Linked DNA regions of Triticum aestivum: region 2 is linked to region 1. A link is a contact called in public Hi-C data. All regions are on one chromosome and are shown on one strand. The core of a region is the stretch at or near the end of the contact, and the rest is flanking DNA. Distances in the headings are between cores, read along the strand shown.

Region 1 (6,570 bases), core at 2,367-4,866:
AGTAGAACTAAGATGACAGTTTGTTTTTAACAGACTGAGGCTGCTTCTTCCTCATGTACTCAATGATTTCAAAGGATCTCAGTAACTGGCACCATAAGGAGCTCGGTACCATTTTTTCTATCGTACAACTAACGAGAGCAGTATATATAAACTAAATAGCCTTAGCAGTCCCACAGAAAGAAACACATCTCTCTGAACTCAAATCTGCATGTGTTAATCCTTTTGGAGATTAAATCTAGATCAAACACAAGCAAAGAGCCAATAGAGAAAAAAAAAGTAGGCTAACTAAGTCTGCACCACTATATGGCATACAAATAGAGTAAATATGTGCTCCCTCTGTAAAGAAATATAAGAGCGTTTAGATCACTTTAGTGATCTATAAACGCTCTTATATTTCTTTACGGAGAGAGTATTACTGTTTGTCTGATACTACAATTTTACCATGACCAGCAAGTGGCTAGACATAAGTATTTGTGGAACAATTACCAAATACATCAACTCCAAGCTTTGCATAGAGTGGACTGAAAAATCCATCGAAAAATCGAATAAACCACCAAGTGATGAAGAATGTCACAGCCATTGGGAAAATAACTACACTGCAAACAAAAAAGAGAATATTAGGCATGGATAATTTACAGGTATTGCAACTTCTATGAATCAGTTCTTGCAAAGCATACCATCCAGTCATAAATTTTCTTGACACCCAGCTTTGAAGGACCGCAAAGCATGCCTATTGAATGAGTAGGTTAGGTATGAAATAACTAGTTTGAAAAGATATAGCATAGCATGCAGAGAAAGTACAGCTCATTCAGGTAAAATGAGAGAACAGAACAAGAACGTAAAGTAATAATACTGGGTCCAAGTGTTGTCTACTTTGATCGAAAAATCTTTACGCTCTAGTGGCTAAGAACCGATGGTTAATTAAACGACACTTCAAGATGGAAAATATGTACGGATAACCAAAATATTTAAGCAGTATGATCGCCCAGAAGGATGCTGTCAAGTTTTAGTGTCAGTTCATGGGTTTGGAGTTCCGGGTTCCAAAAACCTAATACTACGGGGCAGTTAACTAATTGCAGTTGTCAAATTCCTATTGTTAGTTGCATTTGCATATTCTCCAACAGAACTATAACCTGCAGAGCCAGTGCTCATATGCATTTGCTATTTATGAGAATAAAGCAAATGCGCATACAGCATGTTCAATATCATGACCAAACCAAGCACACTGTTGTAGGAGGTCATTCAGACACACGCAAGATGACCACATCTAAACTTCATTAAATTCACTTTTACCAGGTTATAAAAGCAACTCCAATGGGGCGACCCATTTCGTCCGCCCGCGTCCGTTTGGGTCGGCGCGGACAAAAGTGGCGGCCCAACGCGCCGACCCAAACTCAAATCGTGTCCGCCCGGCGTCCGCGCCGACCCATTTCCGGCCCAAAATTGCGCCTGGAATGCGCCGGCACGGACGCGAAGCGGACGCGCCGCGCGTCTCCTCGCCGTCTGCCGCGTCCCCACCTGTCGGCCATCCAACTACGACGGTCAACATAATTTATGACGACCGCCCACCTTGGGCCCATGCGTCAGCGACGGCGGTCATCCTTTTTTAAGCCGGGCGTGCGGCGGGGCCGTCCTCATCCACTGCCACTCGCCCCCCGTCCCCATCTGGCCACCCCTGCCCCCACGCCGGCGACAACCCTAGCCACCGCCAGCATGGGCTTCTTCTCCGGCATCGGCAGCAGCCGCAAGGGCAAGGCCCCCGCCCGCCATTCCCCCTCCCTCCCCGCCCTCCCCGCCCTCCCCGCGCCGCCGCGCGCTCCCCGGCAGAGGCAACGCATCAATGTGCCGTTGCACCAGGCCGAGTGGCACTGGCGCCACCGCGTGCCTCTGCCGTATCCCGACGTGACGCTGCCGCATGACTGGCATTTGGATCCGGAGAGGATCCCAGCGCCGGCGGCGCCGCGGACGGCGAGGGCCCATGTGGAGGAGGTGCTGCGCCGGCGGGCATTGCTGACGCCGGAGCAGCGCGCCGAACCGCACTACGCCGTCGACTCGCCCAACTGGGCTCGATGGTTCGCCTTCGAGCACGGGGAGGCGAGGCAACGCGGCGTCCGCGGCGTCGACCACAGCCTGCCGCTGCCCGCACTCGTCGTCCGCGACGAGGACCAGGAGGCCGAGGCCGCCTACCAGGCGGCCATTAAGGAGAGCGAGGAGGAGGAGCGGTGGAGGGAGGCGGATGAGGCGGCTTTCGAGGCTGCCATGGCGGAGGCCATGGCCCTCTCCGTGGCGGGCGACTGCGTCGTGCCGCCGGTGACCCCGCCGTCCCCGCCCAAAGCCGAGCCGGAGGAGCCGGCCTACCTCGAGCGCTACTCCTGGACCGGAGTAGTGCGCGAGTGGGTCAGTGCTCCACCGATCTGGCTCGGGGCGACGAAGAAGCAGGAGGCGGCCTACCTCGACCACTGGCGCCGCGTTCGGCTGGCCGAGGAGCGCCGGGAGGGCGAGCGCCTGCAGATGCTCGAGCGCGAGGCCGAAGAGGAGGCGTGCCAGGCCCAGGCAGCGGCGGCGCAGCCCGACATCGCCGCCCTCTGGAACACGACGTTCCCCTGGGCCGGCCCTGCGCCGACGCTGATCGACCTCACCGGCCCCGACGCAGAAGCCGCCGCCGACGAGGACGCCTAGGGAAGCGCGTCGTCTAGTTTTTAGTGTTTAATTAATGTAATGTGGACTTTCGCCGGCCTTCGTGGCCGGCTTTTATGTTTAATTAAATGCATGTATTTATTTTTAAAATGCTTGCAAGACTTTTTTTTGGCGCGCCGACGAAATGGGTCGGGCCAGCGTTGGGCTCTTGCGCCGACCCAAACACAGCGCCGGACGTTAGTGTCCGCCGGGCCAACCCAAACGGACAAAAGCGTCGTCCGTTTGGGTCGGTCCGTTGGAGTTGCTCTAAAACCTGCGGCGTGCATCTGAATAGTAGTTTTGTCGAACACAGGCATCTGGCTGGAGCTCCGCAGCAACACAGGTATCTCTACCTCCAATAGGACTCGCACTGACACTGATGCAGTCAATTTCTCGGACTGTTTACGGCATAGACATCTGACCAACAGCACACGATACGCATGACAAGTAAGCGGACCTCCAATGCAACCAAGGAAACCCTTAAAGTCAACCTCGGTGACAACCCCGGAAGGCAGGCAGAAGCCTTGGATTCGATCAAACGGCGGCAGCGCCGAGGCACGCCCAGATCCGAGCAAGCAACTAGAGGGGTTTCGGTAACTCTAAGCCCCGCCACGTCGTGGGGGGCTACAGGGAGTGGCAAGGCAGATCGATCCGTATCGCACCTGGCGGGTGGAGGTGGCCGGCGAGGTGGGGCGCGGCGGCGACTTGACGGGGTCCTCGGGGTCCGCGGGCTCCGGCGCCTGGCCCATGGGCACGGCGACGTACTCCTTCTCCTCCGGCATTGCGGCGGCGGAGTCGAGGCGGGCGGCGGAGCGGAGGAGGAGGACGGCGACGGCGACGGTTTCGGTAGCTAGTGTGACGGCAGCAGCTGCAGCGGAAAGAGGAGGAGGCGGTTGGTGGCGGAGTCCGCGGTGGGAGGGAGGGAGGGACGCGTCGTGGAGTGACCGAACTGCCCCACGCTACCGTGTGTTGTACTCGTGGGCCCGTGCGGTTGGATGTGACGTGGGGTCTACGGTCTACCTGTCACTGAACGTGGGTCCCGGAGATAGCGTGGGCCCAGCTGTGGGAGGAGGAGGAGGAGGCGTAGCGGACGGCGGACGCTACGGGTTGCAGATGCAGCGCGGCGGCGAGGGTCATGGTCAAATCCGTCGCGCGCGCGGTCGGTCGTCGGTGACTGACTCGGTGTCCTGGTTTTATCCGTGGGCCCACTGTTTGTTCGATGCTTCTGAGTCGACGGGCCGTGTCCTCCTGTTTGCGTTTGGGCCGCCGTGGTCATGAGTCCATTTGGGCCTCCGGTTACACCTAAAATAATAATAATAATAATTGGGCCTCCGGTTTTGTAATGTATGCCGTAGTAAAGGGAATTGTATGCGATTGTATAAGCAATAAATAAAAAGATGATGGCTTGATAAAAAATCTCCGTTGGTATGCGGTTATTACTATGGGTGCCCAGATCTTGCTTATAATTATCGATCGAAAGGTGTTCCGAACATATCCGCATATTATTAAAGTCTCACGTTCACTAACTAGCGTTATGCAGGAGGACTAGAAGGTCATAGAGAATGAGAAAACGGGCTCCGGAAATATTTCGAATGACCTCAGAAGTGTTCTAGGAGGTTTGGGAGCGTCCCGGATTTACCTGGAATGCTCTGGAAGGTGCTAAAGCTTCTGAAAGACCCCGAAATGTTCTCAAACCTTCAAGAATATTATGAAGGGTCCCTAGTGACTAGTGAGCCGCCCCCTATGCCTTGAGGGGCAAGGTGCCACATGGACCCAAGTTGGTCGCCTGCCACATGACTTGTGGGGCAAGCCACCCGAGGGGTGGATCCTAGGAGGACTCCTCTTCTAGGTCGGCCGAACCAAGGAAGGATCCCCTCCCAAGTAGGCCATCCCTATTTCCCATCCACCTACACATGAGAGGTGGGAGCGCACCATGGACAGACAAAAAGGCCTTGGAGGGCGACTACCCTTGCCCTCTGCCCTCTCTCTTTCTTTGATCTAGACTGACTATGGATTGTTACGTCGCTAGGCTATCTCTCCCTCTAGTTTTCGCAGTACCTCTTTGTCTTAATCCACGAAGTGCCTCTAGATCAGTACACGTGGATGCCTTGGAGGTGTCGTCTACTTCTACACTAGATCGGTTGATCATCCTGGAGAAAATTCTCGTAACCGGGAGGCATAACCTAGCTGCAAGAATCAGCGAGCTTCATCAACTCTTCTTCCTCACCTTTAGTTGGGTGGATTACTGGTGAGATGATCATCACTTGTGCCTCCATAGTATTCCTGAGATTGACGTGAGTGAATAGTCTTTTTTGTTGCATAGCACGCTCCCCTACAAAGACCAAATCTCCTACCCCCTCCACCCTCCCTAAAGAGAAATTAGCAGGTGTTAACATTTAGATTGCTAAACTAGGCAACCCATTTACCCATTGCTAGTACTAGGATTGGATCGATATCTCGATGATGCAAGCTTGATGCTAGATACACTTAAGGTTTTGATGGGTTGAGACGTGATACAACTACTAAAAGCATTTCATGCGCTTCATAGCACGGCGTCTGCCCTGACTGCCATACAATGGATATTTTGGCAATAACACGTTGATTGTCCATGGGTGCTTTACATGCTCGAGGCCCATCTTTCAATGTCTTTTCTTCTTTTAATTTGTATTTATTTCTAGATTTCTATTTTTGTTTTGCTTTTCTCTTTTCCACCTTCATTTTTCTTTCTCTTATTTTCCCTACTTATATAAATATGTTTGACAAAGACACACATTTTTTAACTCATGAACACTTTTTAAAATTAAAAAATATTTAAAATTTGTGAACACTTTTAAAAACTTATACAAATATTTTTCATAAAATGTGCGAAACCTTTTTGTAAAATTTCATGATGTTTTGCTTAATTAAAAAAATAAAAATACATGAATTTTTTATATAAAAAATATCTAAAATTACACGAACATACTTTTAGTCACGTGAACATTTGTTTTAAAAGGTATCCACGTGAACTTTGTCAAAAATTCGTGGACACTTTTAAAGAAAACTTGATTTTTTTCTTATAATTAAATGATTATGTAAATAAATAAATAAAATTGAGGCAACCTCGCAAAGCTTTATTATATCGTCACAATGTTTACAGGGACGAATGCAATTCCATCTGGCTGGCCTAACCAAACATGGCGGCCAGCTCCCAAACTCAACGCATGCTTTGCTAAGTTGTGAGCATCAAAGTTTGAGCTTCTAAACTGATAAACTAAATTACAAGAATTAAACGAAGTCATTTGTATCTTGATCTCTCTGATTATTGAGCCATAAACCGCAGCACTTCCTCCTTCTACTTCCTGTACCACTCCTTTGCAGTCTGTAGCAGCATAAACCCTTGCAACATTCAGATTAGTAGCAAGATCAAGGCCCTCTCTGACCGCCAAAGCTTCAAGTGTGGTTGGATCAGATATATGCTTGAAGATAAGTGTTGACGCCGCTAGAAACCTTCCATCTTGCTCTCTGCAGATCGCCGCAACGGCTCCATATCTCCCTCCTCGGCCTATTGCAGCATCAACGTTAAGTTTAGTGAAGCCGTCTGGAGGGGCGATCCATCCAGCGTGACGACGTTCACCCCCTCCCATACTGTGACGCCCCCGATTTGACCGTACACTAATCATACACGCAAATGTGTACGACCAAGATCAGGGACTCACGGGAAGATATCACAACACAACTCTAAAACATAAATAAGTCATACAAGCATCATAATACAAGCCAGAGGCCTCGAGGGCTCGAATACAAGTGCTCGATCACAGACGAGTCAGCGGAAGCAACAATATCTGAGTACAGACATAAGTTAAACAAGTTTGCCTTAAGAAGGCTAGCACAAACTGGGATACAGATCGAACG
Region 2 (6,267 bases), core at 1,772-4,271, 430 kb after region 1:
TAGGTGCATATGCATGGGGACAGCTAAAGGGGAAGGAATTAATTTTGCCAAGATTAAAGAAAACAGATTATGATATGTGCATGCATGCGTATAGGATGACTGGAGAGATAAAGATGGAAGAGACAAAATATGAAGGTTTTGTAATATATCAAAACATGTTGTGTTTGAGTTGGTACATCTGTCATAATATGGGGCCCCCAGTCATTGGATTTAGGTGCAGTTACAAATATCTAATGGTTATATAAAGAAGATCCACTAAATTAACTGCTACTCCCTCCGTTCCTAAATATTTGTCTTTCTAGAGATTTCAAATGGTCACCACATACGGATGTATATAGACATATTTTAGAGTATAGATTCACTCATTTTGCTCCGTATGTAGTCACCATTTGAAACCTCTAGAAAGACAACTATTTAGGAACGGAGGGAGTAGATGATTTACTTTTTTGTGAGATTTTCCAGCCTATCTATCTTTTTTCTGGCTAGACTGTCATGTGTTTTTAATATATAACAGATTCAGTGGTACTCATGCTTGAAACACATATATAAATGAAAAAAAAAATAAGGAGTAGTAAACAAGAAACAAAATCTTGCAATTATGGTTGAAAACAAACTACTAACAAAAGAGTAATTTCGTGTCAGCAAACTAACCTGGTTAGTGCTAATGAGATATGAATGAAATCCAGTGAGCCCGCCAACAAACCAGAGAGCAATGAAACAATATATCATAAGCACCAAGCAAGCTGGAGAATGTTTGAAAGCCTTCCATACTGTAGGATAGTCTCCTTCCATGAGAAACTTGATGTGTAGTGCCGACATGGCAAAGACATAAATGCAAAGAAGAGTCGAGGACGAAACAAATAGGAAAAAGTATCGGTAATTGCGCTGCACAATGTAAAAGTGAAAGAATAAAATATCAGGAGACAAAGGTGGTAATATACAAACTGCATCAAAATTTCCTAACATTTACAACAAAAACAAGGTTCTGAGTATCTCTTAGTTTCATATGCATTTTTCACCTAGCAAATCAATGGTTTCTTGCATGTGCATGACCTATACAACACCCAAATATGTGGCTTCTAAAATATAGTGTGGAGAGTGGAAGATAGAGGACGCTATCATCAGTATAATCCTCCGTTATTGTACTATTTTTGTGATTTTTTCATTTGCTTGAGCTACTTACAGGCTAGCTGATTCTTAGCTGCTTTCTATTGTAGTTTGTAACCTTTTTAAAGGAAAACTAGAGAATATCCTAAAACAAATTGTAGTTTGTAGCCTAGTACATTTGCTTCTCTCTTATGGAAAAATTGTCATCCCACAAATATGAAACTAATCAGGCCAACGAACTGAAGTATAGATGATGGGTTTACATTGTGCCCTATAAAAGTTCAAACAGAAACTTGTCCCTCAAGTGGTATCAATTACTGTGATGAAGAATGGTTTCATGCTTAATTAATTAAGAACATGTAAGAAAGGATACCAAGGCAAGTCAAGCAAAATCACATTAGCAAAGCAATTCCGCACAACTGATAAGGCACAACATTTCTAAGGAAGCACACACTTCAGCAGAGGAGAACAATACATCTTTGCCTCGTTAACGAGAAGATAGTGCTCTAGAGTAACTAGTAGACACCAAGAATCATGTGAATCATGTCATGTTATGTTCACAATATCAAATGAGCTTGTCGATAGCCCAATCCCAGTACCCTATCTGATTAAGTCCATATAAAATTATTTCTCCCTCCCTCTGGCTCAAGGCATATCCATCTGGAAGTAAATGGTTCAAGATCTTTTTGAGTTTCTTTAAGTAAGGAGTTCAGTGTGCAGAAAATGGTGTACCTGACCAATGCATTGTCCAACCCAGGGGCAATGATGATCGAATCGCTCCACACAATTGTTGCATATCGAACAGTGCGAACACCGCGGAGGCCGGTAAATCATGCAGGTGTCGCAATACTTTATTTTCACAAGCATCCCATTAACCATCACTTCCTTTATACGGGGAAACTGCAGCCTGCCGGGTGTTTCCCCGGCTAACGGATTGCCATACGCAAAATCTTCCTCCGGTGGATGCGATGCACGAGGCACGATACCAGGATCCTGAGCTGAGGTGGTCAGCAGCAACAGAAGCACCTACAGTGTACAAAACAAAAAACCAACAAGATGAGTGCCCCAAATGCTCACTGGTTAACTGATTACTGCCTGCAGGAATGGCCACAATGAACTCACATAGATCATGAACCCCACTGCCACCGCAGGAATCGCGTATCCTGCGTTGTAGCCGGAGAATCGGTGGAGGAGGTGCGGCGCGATGAAGGCGCAGAAGACGAGAACCGGCACCACGATGAGCGCAACCGAGACGAGCAGGGACTTGGCATCGGGTCCGAATATCAGTCTCCCTCCGAGGAAGAACCTCTGCAGACAGCCAACCAACCATGTCACGCCCGCGCATTGCAAGAAAATTTCACATCTTCAGCACACGGCGACGAATCAAATCACACTAAGCACTCTACTGTTCACGCCGCCAGGGAGTGTCAGGGACAATAATAAAACACATACAGGCGCTAAATAAAACTGCCGAAATAAAGAGCGAGAAGTGGAATTCCCCAGGAAAGAACCGGGCAGAAACAACACAAATTCTTGAACCAAGATTCCCAGTTCACGGGCTGGAAGCAGAGGCCAGGGCGAGGGAGACGCGGAGGATCTTTACATTATTCCCTTTCCAAGCTTGGTAGACCCGCTGCTGCGGCTGCGGCTGCGCCATGGGCGGCGCGCGGCGGATTCGGCTCCGGTCAGCGGGGCCGCCTCATCCAGGCGCGCCCCGAACCGGCGGCGAGCACGACGGACGGAATCGACGCAGGCACGCGAGAAAGTGGGGGATTTTGAAAGAGTTGGTGCGCGAGCGAGGAACTGGGAGGGAGAGGGAGGGAGATGAGGCGAGGAAAGCTGCTTGCTTGCGTCGCCTTTGTGCGTGGGGGCGGCTGGTGAGGTGTAAAACGGCCGCCTTTTTCCTTTCTTAGATTAGAATTTGGGGGAGCAGAGTAGAAAATTGGGCGACGCGAGCTGGCAGACGGAACGGAACTGAAGACGAGGGAGGGGAGGGCGCTCCTTTTGCAGATGGCCCCCCGGGCTTCACCGGAACGAAACTCATGAGTGTATGGGACAACTACAAGAAAAACTTGAGAATTTCTTGGAAATTTTACAAGAAAAATAATATGATTGGATTTACTGTGTGCATCTCATATGTTGTTTAATTGGTTTTTAAGATTGATTGTCACCCATATGACGCCTTTGTGTTCCATTTCACACTAGAAAATTTGATTGACTTGCATCTTTTCACAAATTCTTGTAGTTTTCCTGCTGTGCAATCAAACATGTACAGTAGTTATTTATTTTATAGCTTTATAAAGCACTATGTCATTGCAATCGTACTATTTTAAGATACTTTCCTTTTCTAATCGTGCAAATCAAAGACTTTTACTTTCCATCAGTAAAAAGCTTTGAGTATATTTTGAGGGATCCTTTTCTCTTAATGCGACACTAATTCTTACCCAAAAAATCATGCATGTATATACCATATTGTGCCTCGCATAATTTATCACTCCTTCCGTCCCAAAATAAGTGTCACAACTCTAGTACTCCCTCCGTTCACTTTTATAAGTCGTTTCAGACAAGCGAAATTGAGCTGTTTTGCACAATGTCTGAAACGTCTACAAAGCCTTATAAAAGTGAACAGAGGGAGTACAAAGTTAGTACAAAGTTGTACTAAGTTTGAGACACTTATTTTGAGACGGAGGGAGTACTTTCCAACACAATGTAATTGTTTACAATGCATGTTTTGTTGCATGAGGGGGCCATATATACAAGACTTCTAGAAATGAGGGGTAAGCGGTTTCTCTAGGGCATTCTCATGGGTTAATTAATTTTCTTCTTTTGCTACTGTCGACATAGTATGATCTACATCTGAAAATAGTAAACATGTTTAGTGAAATAGGACACCATATTTGCCAAAAACCGTCACATATATGGATGTCTATTGTATGATTCACCACCATAATTGTGTCAAGATGCACTCTACTCACAGGTTGTTCCACGCATTGTCGATTATAGACTTGAGCATTTTATCAACGGGAAATATGGACACACACATTCACGGGTTTGTACTAGGGCGCGGCAAGCTCACAGCCGCCGGTTCGCCTCATGCAGCCACACGATCGCACCCTCGCATGGGGCCCGTGTGGAGCCAACTGGCGTGTGGGACCCTTTTGTCAAAATTTACCAAGTTGCCGAAGCCATTTATTTTTGACCGCGCTTTGTCCATTGCTTGCCACCATTTAGAAAAGAGGAGTGTGACAAAACTCAGGCTATCTATCACTGCTCAGATATTTTCCACCCATATAAGCAAAGGCTAATGCACTGCCAAACATAAAAACACCACAATGCGCTCTGAGCTCCAAGTTGTTGTTGTTTTTTAGCAAAAACCCCAAGTTGGTGTGAGGGGCTCATGTGCAAAGAACCCATCCCTAACGGCCCCACCATGCCAGCACCAAAACGGCAGGCAGGCAAGCCAGCACGGCAGCGAGCGACTCCTGCACCGGGTCCAGACTAGTAGTAGTAGTAGAAACGGACGGCGCCAGGTCGGCCCGGGGGTCCACGGAGGGTCAACCGTCCAGCTACGTTTCTGGACTCTGGTTGCACCGTGGACCGGGCCCAGCCAGCTGAGCAAGCGCCTCTCGCTGTCCGCTGGGACTGGGACCGGGAGCATCGAGGTGTGGCCTCCGGTGGGGCCACGAGTACAGACACCAGAAGAGCCTACCCGCCTAGGGCGCGACACTTTCCTCCATCAGGCAGCATGATTTTGCTCACGAGCCGGATTATTATTAAGCTGCACGTGTGCGTGTTCGTCAATCCATCATTCACACGCAGGATATAATATCTTGTTTGGGGAGCGAATGATGCCCATATATTCTTTTTCTTTTTGACCGACCAGACCTGACCTGCCGTCCCTCACATAAACATATTTTAACACCTGATCTAGATTAAGCAACTACGACTACGAGTATGAAAAAGAAAACAGGGATTAGCATTGTGGCATAATGCACATGCACCGATTTGAAATGTGGAGAAAACGCAGAGGAAGTCCGTAATCTCTACGAGCAGTACCCCTCTATATCAAAATATAAGACGGTTTTCGATACTCTCTTTGTATAAAAAAACGTCTATGTAGTGTATGAGTAATACAGAGGAGTAGTAGAGTAGTAAAATAACGGTAGAGAAAATCTGGAGGCGTTGGAATCCTATATGGGGAAAAGAAAAGGCTTCTTTTCAGGTGTGGGAACCGGTGGAAGGACCATCAACTTTCGGTGGAAACACCATTGGACATTGAGATGGAACCTGGAGTGAGAGAGGCTTTGCTAAAAGAGATCAGTTGCTACAGTCCACAAGACCCCAGATGTCTTTGTTGCAGTGCATAATGATCAGGGAAACTTGTGCATTTGGTTCCAGTGCATTCAAAATGGAGATAAAAATAAAAGGCATGTCAATCGAAGTAGAATTAATCGGTTCCGAGCGACACTGCAAAGTGGTGAGCTTAAAGAGATACACTTGCAAAATAGGAGGTTCACTTGGAGCAACGAGAGGGAAAATCCGACTATGTGCAAACTGGACTCTTTTTTTGCAATGCCGAATGGGACACCACTTTCAGCACTCATCTGCTTCACGCCCTCTCGTCCTCACTATCCGATCACTGCCCGCTTCTCCTCGCCGATGACAAGGGGCCTCGGAAGCCTAGAACCTTCAAGTTTGAATTTTTTTGGATTGCTATGCCCGGCTTTATGGAGGTGGTCAAAAAGGCTTGGATCGAGCCGCTCGAGCACGTTGAGCCATATCAAGTCATGTTCCATAAGCTCAAGAAGGTGGCTCTCCGCCTTTCCGAATGGAGTAGGGGCCTTTTCTCCAAGGCAAAGGTTCACCTACATGCCGCCCTATTGGTGATCCTACGCCTCGACATCGCTCAAGAGACCCGACAACTCTCCCCTGAGGAGAGTGACCTTAGGGCGAGGCTTAAAAGGAGGGTCATTAGCTTGGCCGTGCTTGAGAGAGCTCGGAAAAAGCAAAGTGCGAGAATTGCTAACCTCAAGGAGCGTGATGCCAACACCAAGTTCTTCCATCGCCGGATTAATGCTAGAAGGAGGAAAAATCACATTCATAGGCTAAAGCATGACCAAGGGTGGATCACCGAGCATGACGCTAAGGAGAAGCTCATTC

What was found. A called contact is a pair of places that touch in the nucleus more often than the background predicts.
Region 2: a Hi-C map of leaf shows a contact between it and region 1, with 4 times the contacts expected there. The contact joins the promoter of LOC123182147 here to the promoter of LOC123182145 in region 1. A contact is called at or near these places in 3 of 5 Hi-C or Micro-C datasets (all in leaf).

What each region holds. Positions count from the first base shown.
Region 1 is chr1D:368,493,358-368,499,927 of IWGSC CS RefSeq v2.1, forward strand. LOC123182145 (protein LIKE COV 2) reads right to left here and starts at 3,617. Exons shown (of 8, transcript XM_044594619.1): 1 at 3,339-3,617; 2 at 678-730; 3 at 487-596. The coding sequence starts at 3,458.
Region 2 is chr1D:368,923,543-368,929,809 of IWGSC CS RefSeq v2.1, forward strand. LOC123182147 (protein S-acyltransferase 8) reads right to left here and starts at 3,022. Exons shown (of 5, transcript XM_044594620.1): 1 at 2,711-3,022; 2 at 2,230-2,415; 3 at 1,840-2,133; 4 at 652-885. The coding sequence starts at 2,764.